2 separate regions of the Mus musculus genome follow, and region 2 is linked to region 1. The links are chromatin contacts, called in public promoter capture Hi-C maps. All regions are on one chromosome and are shown on one strand. The core of a region is the stretch at or near the end of the contact, and the rest is flanking DNA. Distances in the headings are between cores, read along the strand shown. Region 1 overlaps Gm19859 (a long non-coding RNA gene). Region 2 holds the start of Adgrb1 (adhesion G protein-coupled receptor B1).

Region 1 (4,890 bases), core at 1,624-4,123:
GGTGGCCAAAATGATGCTATTACCTGGATAAGGCATGGAATGCAGACCACCATGCCCCAGATTGCGACAAAGCCAAGAGCAATGGTGGCAACCTCCAGCCAGGAGAGTAATGGTTATATCCTCTTACATCGTTCTCATCCCCAGAAGATGGGCATGCTAGGAGCCTCGTTTCTCTAGTGCCTGGGCTTGAGGCGTGGTCTTCAGTGTCCCCACTTCAGTAATTGCTGCTACTCTTTCTATTGCTACCAGCAACCCTGTAGCCACTTTACAGGAGTTGTCCCACTCTGGTGCTGGCAAGCTGGTGTCTGGCTTCAGAACTCTATGCTCAACACTGAGCCTGGTTTGTGCTGGGTCCAATTGCCCTCCCAGTTCCTCCTCATATGCTACCCTGCCCTAGTTTGCTTTCTGTCGCTGTGACAAAACACTGACCACAACCAGCTTGGGTGGGAGTCAAAGGGTTTATTTCATCTTAAAATTCACAATCCATCCTGATGGAAATCAGGGCAGGAGCTCAAGGCAGGAACCTGAACCCAGGACCTGAAGCAGAAACCATGGTGAAAGCTGCTTACTGACTTGATCCTCATGGCTTGATCTTTCTTACACCATCCAGGACCACAAGACCAGGGGTGGCATTTCCCATATCAGTCGTTCATCAAGAAAATCACAGCTCAATATGGTGAGTCCGTTTTCTCAAATGAGAGGTTCTCTCTTTCCAGGTAACTGTAGTTTGTGTCAAGTTGGAAAAAAAAATCCAGCATATACCCAAGTGTAAGCTGTGTCTGTTTGAACCCTTTTTAATGCCCGAAGATGGATGCTCTCCCAGACTGAGGCATGGAGCCAGGGGCAAGGGTAGGCATATACCACTCTGGGTATCACCCTCCCTGGGCAGGACCTTATGGAGAGGAGGCGTGCCCACACTGGGACTCATCCAACCTCCTGGCTTCCCATGTATCTTTTGAGGTGGGCGAAAGGCATAGAGAAAGCATGAAATAAACTGGCTGAGGGACCAGTTCAGAAGAACTATGGGCCAGGGAGGGGATTCGTGCTTAAGTGCACTGTGATCACCTCACCATGCACAGAAGAATAATGGTTGTAGGTGGTTCCCACTGTGTTACCTGGGAACGTACTTGGCACTGCTGAGAGGCCTGCTGTGCTGGCTAGTTTTATGTCAACTTGACACAAACTATAGAGGAGGAAATCTAGACTGAGAAAATGCCTTGCAAGATCTGACTGCAGTCAAGCCTATAGAGCATTTTTTTTTAAATTAGTGATTGATTGATGTGGGAGAGCCCAGCACATTGTGGGTGAGGTCAATCATGGGCTGGTGGTCCTAGGCATGTGTCTTAGTCAGGGTTTCTATTCCTGCACAAACATCATGACCAAGAAGTTGGGGAGGAAAGGGTTTATTCAGCTTACACTTCCATACTGCTGTTCATCATCAAGGAAGTCAGGACTGGAACTCAAGCAGGTCAGAAAGCAGGAGCTGATGTAGAGGCCATGGAGGGATGTTCTTTACTGGCTTGTTTCCCCTGGCTTGCTCGCCTGCTTTCTTATAGAACCAAGACTACCAGCCCAGAGATGGTACCACCCACAAGGGGACCTCCTGTCTTGACCACTAATTGAGAAAATGCCTTGCAGCTGGATCTCGTGGAGACATTTCCCCAACTGAAGCTCCTTTCTCTGTGATAACTCCAGCCTGTGTCAAGTTGACACAAAATTAGCCAGTACAGCATGCATGTGTATATATATATCAGGCTGAGCAAGCCATGAGGAGCAAACTGGGTAAGCATCACTTCATGGCCTCTGCATCAGCTCCTGCCTCCAAGTTCCTGCCTTGTTTGAGTTCCTGTCCTGACTTCCTTCTGTGATGGACTATGATATGGAAGTGTAAGCCAGATACCCCATTCCTGTCCAAGTTGCTTTGGTTATGGTGTTTCATCACAGCAATAGGAATCCAAACACACCAGCCATGTCATTTACTTAGACATTTGATCACCTGTGAACTGTCCTTTCCTCGCCTGGAAGATATTCTCTTCACTGAATTAGGAAGATGATGGCATCTACAGACAGCTATCAGAGTGCCCAGCACATCTTCCACCCACCCGTACTCTCACCTTCAGCATCAGCCAGAGCAGGGATACAATCTTAACTCTAAGGTGGCCTTACACGTTCATCATCTTGGTCCGACCACACAGAGAGGTAGTGCTGAAGAAGCCAGGCCACTTGTCTGTTTACTTCATGGTAGTGAGAACAAGAACGACTATACCAAGCACCTTGACAACAAGCAAGCTTTCTTTCACACACATGAGCTGCAGCTAAAGAAGCACATGTGTGGCCCCAGCCCTGCCAAGACCCTGGAGAATGCCGTGTCCTTGGAGGAACCATAGCTAGTTCCAAGTGCAGTGTCCAGGACCTGGCCAGCTCTGCTAGAAGGTAGAATTTCTTGGCTATGCACAGCAGTGGGCAGGTAAGTGCCACTCCCCATTGGAAGCGGAATTAAACCCTGTTCCCTCAGGGTCACTGTTCCCAGCATACACATGTAAGTTGGTATAAGCAAGACCACACTCCTAACCTTTTTGTACTGGCTTATCCTCGGCATCAGCACGAGCCAACTCTTCTTCCATAGTTACCACTGTTTGCAGACCTAGCTGAGGGGAGTCACAGTCTCAGAGAGGTCGTGGTCATGGGGTTAATCAATGGTCCTGCATGAGGAAGGTGACAGAGTATGGAAAGACCTCTCTTCAGCCTCAGTGTCACTTGCTTGCTGTGAGACTCTGAGCAGGAACATTCTACTGCATAAAGAGTCCTATGGGCCCAGCTAGGGCACTGGGCTGTGGAATGTGTCTCTTGTCTTGGCTTCAGCACTGCGGACAGCTCCTGTCTAAGGCTGTTGGCCTGGGAGCTCCTGTCTAAGGCTGTTGGCCTGGGAGTCTGTGCTTTTCTGGTTTAGACCTTAGGCTTAAATATTTCATCATTCTCTTCCCCCAAGGAAGGAAGACACTTTGGGTGTTTCGGGTGTGTGTGTGCTGGAGCGGGGAGTGTAATGTTCTGGTCTGATTGCTGTTGCCTTCTAGGCATTGCTAGGTCCCCCCCGCCCCCCAGCTTTGAGTGGAGAAATTGAACGGGCCTAGCTGTTCCTTCTCGTGCCATGTATGTCCATCCTGCAGGTCTCTGTGGCACCCTTCCTAGGCATGTAAGTTTCTAGGACCATGTCTTGGTATCCTCTGAGCCTTGGTACTTGTTGCCTGTTCTGATACCCAATGTCCACAGTCAGTATTATGGATAGAGGTATTGAAGAAAAAGCAAACACAGAGGATATCTGGCTAGGGGTCCTCAGGCTTCCATGAAGCTTCACCTTGGGGCTCTGTCAGCCCGTGTCATTTGGAGCTTCTGAGGGTCCTTTCCAGACCAGAGTCATATAGCACTCTGAGCTTGAAACCTCAGTACTCCCAAGGAACCCAGGCTAGTGGCTGTTCCTGAGAAAACATTTCTAGGACAGCACACCTGGCTGGCAAGATGTCCTGTATTTCCCCCAACCACCCCCATCCACCTCTGGTCACCCCATCTGCATTTTCTTCCGTACACTCTTGCTGCTGTGGGAAGATAGATGCAGAGCCGGGCGTGGCCAAGCATGTCTGGCTGTCTGTGGGTTTTGTTAGTTAAGCTCTCCCTGGATAATGACTTCAGCACACACCACGAGCTGCCAAGCTCTGCACCACAGATCTCATGTGTTTGTGGCCATCCATTTTGTGCGTTGGGGGGAGGGGAGGGGGCAAAGATGCGGACATACTGGGGTTTGTCTGAGATCAGCATCTATTGCCCTTTCCATTCAGCGGTGTTTATTCCTCCTCTGTGCCAGCCCAGGCCATCTTGCTGCAGATACTAGCGACGCCAAGCTTGGATGACTGTGTCGGGTCCATAGGTTTAGTGTGGGTCTTTTGCATCGCTTTACTCTGAGACCCAGATTGCCAGGGCCATGTTCTCTGACACCACCGAGATCTTGACAGGAGAGAGTGGCAGAGAAACCTAGTGTAGCCTAGAAGTGGCAAATGCCAACTCTATTCCCTGGTTTTGGCCAAAGCGACTTATTACTAGCCATTTCTGATGCATCGTGGGGGCACCATCTTGAAAAGAGAGAGGGAAGCCCCTTGAGAAGGACAGTGGGGCCTAGTGACTGATCCAGCTCACCACACCACAGAATGGTTCCTCTCTTCCCTAGGGCCACCTTCCTCTAGGCTCCTCCTACCTCCTCCACCCTTCTGCCCTAGACCAGTCTTCCTTGGGAGTCTGGGGAATGTCCACACCATCTTCAACTCTCCAAACACAGTTCTGTTGAGGAGCTCTGTCCCACTTCCTTGTCACAGCCTCTGGGTCGGGTTAGCCTCTTGCCCTGTCTGACCTCTGGACCTGGCTCAAGCCTCTCCTTTGGCTCAGGTGAACCTGCTCTGCCCCTGCTGCTCTGTGGCCAAAGGGTAGCCAGCCGTTGAGGGTGTGGGCACTGCAGCGCCTGCTTAGGGAGCTCACAGCGTGTCTCTCTCAAGAGCCACGCAGCTGGTGGTAGCCTGTGTTGATGAGTGCAGGGTGTCAGCCTGCCATGGACCCAGGGGAACAGATGCTGGTGCCACGGTGATCGGTGGACGAGAAAAGCAGACCTGTGCCCAGGAGGGTCGTGCAGAGCACATTGCAGGGCAACTGTGAAGTGCAGCAGCTGACTGATTCCTCAGAGGGAGAGGCAGATGGGAGGACGGGGAGACCCGGCAGCTGAGAGTATCACGTGCTGGGGGCTGGGCCCATCAGCGGAGCTCAGAGGTCTGTGCTGGGCCCCTCAGAGGGAAGCCAGGCTTTGGAACCCACCCTTTGGAGAGGAGGCAGGCACACCTTTCAGGCCCT
Region 2 (4,890 bases), core at 1,646-4,145, 130 kb before region 1:
GCGTGTCCGCGGGCCCTGGCACATCCCTTGGCCTTGGGGGCTTTGCTCTGGCCTCATGGGCTATGGAGCTACCCCGCCGGTTTCCAGTCCCCCGATTGAGGCGCAACAAGTCTGAAGGCAGTGCCGAACAGCTGCGATCAAGGGGAGAGGGAGGGCGTAGGGCCCCGTGCCGGGCGCTAGGCGCTCGGGGATCTCCGAACTCGCGCCGTGTCCACCTCTCGGGACCCGGAGCCCGCAGGCAGGCTTGCGGGACTGACTCGGCGGGCAACCTACACCCCCTTCCAAGGCCCCAAATTTGCGCGCGCGGGGACGCGCCCAGGAGCCCCTGCCCCCTCCTTCGCTTGCTTGACCTTGCTTGGGTACTCAAAGCCAGACCCTACGGCACCCCGGCGGCGTCCGAGAGCAGAGTTTTGAGGCCACCCGCGGTTGAGAAAGGAGCAGCTACCTCCTCGACCTCCCTTGCTGCTGCGGCTGCTGCAAGGGTCTCAGAGAAATGGAAGACTCGAAGGTTCTGGGAGATGTTACATTCGCTTTCTCCGATCCCAAATACGGGATACCGCCTATCAGATAAAGAAAAAGGACCCCAGCCTCTCTCCCCACGCCTCTGCCTGCTGTTTCTGTCCCTGCAGTAGCTCCCACCAGGGGCGTGTTTATGGCTCCAGAGCACAGAGGGTCTCCTTGGGCCCCCAGGGTGCAGACGCGCAGACCTCCCAACCCCCTCCTCAACACGTATGCCGAGCGGCTCCTCTGGGGCGGGAGTGCGCGCCCCGTGCCCACCCACGCGTCTTCATGCCTTTCAACTCCCTCCGAGTTGCCGCTAAGGAATCTGCGCCCCAGACCCAGGGGAGAGGAACGTACTGGGGACTTCAGGGAGGGAAGGGGCGCGGAAGGAGTGGACTAGGGCTGGGCTAGTCTTAGCCCAGTCCGCGCGCTCCGAGAGAAACTTGGAAGCCCAAAATAAAAGTGGAAAGGGCAAGGGTGCCCAACAGGCCCGAGAGGGTGCCAGGCTGGTGCAGCCCTCTGGGCTGCCTGGGAGTGACCAAGCAGGAGCCACCGCGGCCAGGCGGAGGGACCCAAGCACAGAGCCGCAGCCTCCGACCAACCCTCAAGCCACCTAGCTTCGCTGCGATTCTCCATTCAGCTGCCCACCTCCCCGGGGGCAGGGATAATTTCTGTTCTGCTTAGGCTGCACAGAGGACCAGAGCAAAGGGCTCCGGGCCGGATCCCGAGCCCTCAGAATTTCAGGAGGGGGCGGGGGCCATGCTCATTCCTAGAGGCAACGGCACGCAGCTCCGAAAGAGCGCAGCGGCAGCGGAGGCTGGTGGCCTCTGCCCACTGGAGAAACGCAACCGGGAGTGCTCGGTGCCCAGCTCCGCTGCTTCGGTCGGAGAGGGCAGCGGGCCGACCCAAAGTTCAGGGCAGCCTATCTGCGCCGCCTGTCCAACCGAACAGGAAAGAACACCGGGAAGGAATGAGCTAGGGCGTATGCGCGTGTCAGTTGTGATGGTGGGGGCGCGAGGACAGCCCTTTTTTCCGAATTTGGAGATAAGCCTCCGGGGGTCTCCTCTGCCATTGTCGGGTCTGTAGGTGAGAGCTGTGACGGGAAGTCTGGGGGCTTTTCTGCCCGCCTCCAGCTCTGTGCTGGGGGTGGGGATGAGATGCAGCCGGGCCCTATAATATATGTAACGGGCTCTGGGTAAGATCAGGGAATGGGGGACACACCGGGTTGTCTCTCGCGAGCCTCCTTGGGCCAGCATAGGGAGCCAGGTGGGGCTCCCTCAGACCCCTGCTAGCATCTCTGTGTCGGAACACCACGGGAACGCCTTCCCCAGCGCGCCCTGGGTCTGTGGGGGTAATAGAGCAGGGGGTGCTTCTCTGACTGAGCCTGCCAGGTTGGCCCGGCTCTGCCTGGTAAGGATGAGGGGGAGGTGAGGAGCACCAAGAAGCCTCTCCCACGTCCAGGGCGCCCCCTCCTCAGCCCGCCCAATGCGGGATCGCAGGGACCTGCCAGATTCCATTGCCGCCGCTAGAAGAGGAAGGGGGCTGGGGAAATGGGGCTTGGGGGGGGGCTTTCAAACTCCCGAGCTCCAAGCCTAATCCTGAGAGCTGCGAAGCTCCAAACGGCGAAGTTAGGAAGTCCGGGAGGCCATCCCTCCTCCGACCCCCTCCCAGAGCGAGACGCCCCCTTTCGCCGCGCCCCCACCCCCTTCGGAGCCGTTCTTACCTTCCCCAGCAGCAGAGGCCCCACGGGCGAGCAAGGACTTGATCCAGCGACTTGCAAAGCCCCCGGAGCGCACCGCGTCGCCAGCGGCCGAGCCGCGCGCCCGATCCGAGCTGGGGCTACTGTCGCTGCCGCCCCCGACTCGCTTTGGGCCCCGCCGAGACGTTCCCAAGAGCGCACCCGCGGGCGCTCTCAGGCTCCTCCCCACCCCCTGCCTGGCGGAGCCCCCCGGGCGCCAGAAGGGTCCGGATGCCCTGGCTGCGGGCTGTGCTGGGCGCGCGGGCCCGGAGGCTGGCCAGGACGCGGCGCGGACGCCTGTGCCGCCGGCTCGCCCGCTCAGCTCGCTCTGCCGGGGCCGCCGCCAACGCCGCGCCCGCCGCCGCCGCCGCCACCACCGCCTGCGCCCGCCGCTCCCTCTCCGGCCGCGCCGCCGCTCCGGTCCTCTCGCCTGCCCGGCTCTTCTCGCCTTTTTTCCCTTCCTGGGGGCGGGGGGGGGGGAGCGGAGCGGAGCCGGGGGCGGGGCGGCGCGGGCAGAAGGAGGAGGAGGCCGAGGACGCGGAGAAGGAGGAGGAGAGAGGCAAGCTGCTCCCCCGCCCGGCTGCCGGCGCTCCCCAATCTCTCGCTCTCTGAAACTGGATCCCGAATCGGGAGCCAGAGACTGCATTACGGATTACATCAGGCTTTATAGAGCTTCCAGATCACACATTAGAGGGGGAGCGCGAGCGGGGGGCGGGTTGGGAGGAGGGGAGCGGGATCACGGAGAAGGAGTGCGACGCTCAGGCGAGCGCACCTAAGACAGCCGACTCCTGCCCCACGCAGCAGGAAAGCCAAGAGTTGGGACTGTGCTCTCCTCCAGGAGCAGGGGAGTGGCTGCATCTGGGTGACAAGTGGTGGACCAACAAACGGATGGTTGGAGAAGAGGAGTTAAGGGCTGTGCACAGACCAATAGGTGTGTGGGTGGTGGAGGCAGGTGAATGTAGGTAGAGGCTGTCGGGAGGGTTGATGGATGGACAGGTAGCCATCAGGGTCAGGGTCGGTGGAATTGCGGAGGCGGGTGAGGGTGAGCAGGACTGGAAGAAAGTGGATTTGGTGGGTGGCACCATGGGGAGGGCTACATAGATGGGTGGGCCACGCAGATGGAAGGATGATGCATGCATAGGTGGATGAGTGGGTGGGTGGGTTGGATGAGTGATGGGTAAAGAGATGGAGTCAGAGGCAGGGACTGGGGCCCTTCCAGGGAGAGCAGGGGTGGGGCACTGAACCACTTCATTTGGGCCTGACCGGTCTAGACTTTCTGTCCTGTGATGCTGAGAGGAGGGGAGCCCGCCAGGGACAGAGTCAAAGGGGGGTGGGTTTTAAAGTGTCCCTGCCTGCCAGTTTCCATCCATGGGTGGAGAGAGACCTCAGTTGCTTTGTCTTCCATCATAAGATCCCTGGTTCCTCCTCTGTTAGGGACCCAAAGGGGTGCCTCTCTCTATAAGGTATGTTCACCCATACATCCCAGGACAACAATGGATGTGACCCAACACATATGTAGGCCACAATGCCATGTTTCAATGTCAAAAGATTTGACACTCTAGGTCTAGGCTGACAACAAGAGTCCTGGAAACCCTGGCCTCAGAAAAGTTGCCTTGTGTTCTTTTCCACCAAGATGCTTCTGCATCAGACCCCTTGCTCCTGTTTCACAATTTGTGATTTGCCCTGAACTCAAAACCTTTTGTACAGGGCCCACTACTTTGCACACTTTAGCAGACCAGTGGCAGTACCATTGCTACCCAAGGACACATGGGGTCCGGATGTTTGCATCTCTCTTCGGAGGCCACTGTCAACAACAATACAAACTCACAGCCACTGTCAGCACTCTCCCTGCCAGGTGTCAGGACCCACACTGCTGTCCTGTAACTCCCACTAAAACATCTTATCAGTTCCATCAACATCACAGTCAACCTACACCTCTCTCTCTCTCTCTCTCTCTCTCTGTGTGTGTGTGTGTGTGTGTGTGTGTGTGTGTGTGTGTGTTGGGAAGCACCTCAAGCCAATTAGATACCCAGGCACTGAACGTGGTACTCTGCATACCAGTTACTCCTGCAAGGCCTCACCTTGCAAGGGTGTCCTGAGGGACCGAGAGCAGGACCACACTAAAGCCCAGACCATCCTATTCGTCAGTACCCTGTTCACTTAGGCTTCTTGAGAAATGCCATTCTTCCCAAGGTATTTGAAATCCCAGAAAGGAGGCGGCATACCTCCCAGGAGACCTCTCACGACCCTCATCTGCTCCTGCTGGGCCTCTGAATCTTCCAGCCCCTGGAGTTTAGTTAGCCCTGCTTTGGCCTTTTTTAGCTGCAGTAACAGCCTGTGGTCACCAGGGGGCCTCTGATATCAGGCCAAGAGACAGCTGAGCAGCAGCGAGGCTGAGTCAGGATCCAAGCACTTTCCACACTTGTTTCTTGCTGATAAGAGAAGACAGCAGAAATCCCTGGCAGGGATCTGGGGATCTGACCTGGAGGCTCTTGGGGCAAGGCTGAGACCTGCTTGGCCTGGGATATCAGGGCAAAAAGGGGATATCCTTCTGAGGATAAGGGGCTAACCGTTCCTCTCCCTGTGTGGGAACTCATTCTTGCCCCTCTGACTGCTGCTCTCTGCAATTTTCCCTCACCCAAGTTTCTGAT

What was found. Promoter capture Hi-C pulls out the DNA fragments that hold promoters and counts their contacts.
Region 2: a promoter capture Hi-C map of second pharyngeal arch cranial neural crest shows a contact between it and region 1, with 2.7 times the contacts expected there. The contact joins the promoter of Adgrb1 here to the enhancer-like site in region 1. A contact is called at or near these places in 7 of 39 promoter capture datasets (the 3T3-L1 cell line, cranial neural crest, hippocampal neurons and 3 more), 5 of 484 Hi-C or Micro-C datasets (the N1E-115 cell line, cerebellum, cortical glia and 2 more), 10 of 115 datasets of contacts at active chromatin or transcription factors (embryonic forebrain, embryonic hindbrain, embryonic midbrain and 3 more) and 1 of 9 other capture datasets (embryonic stem cells).

The regions. Positions count from the first base shown.
Region 1 is chr15:74,380,729-74,385,618 of GRCm38.p6, reverse strand. All of the region lies in intron 2 of Gm19859 (a long non-coding RNA gene), which reads left to right. Among named protein-coding and RNA genes, the nearest start is that of Gm19859, 17 kb to the left of the region's middle. Within about 2 kb of position 2,873, at least 17 of the 459 cell types and tissues checked have an H3K27ac peak or open chromatin away from gene starts, as enhancers often do. A contact at or near this core is called in second pharyngeal arch cranial neural crest, where this site is marked.
Region 2 is chr15:74,514,201-74,519,090 of GRCm38.p6, reverse strand. It overlaps Adgrb1 (adhesion G protein-coupled receptor B1), which reads right to left and starts at 2,895. Exons shown (of 31, transcript NM_174991.3): 1 at 2,225-2,895.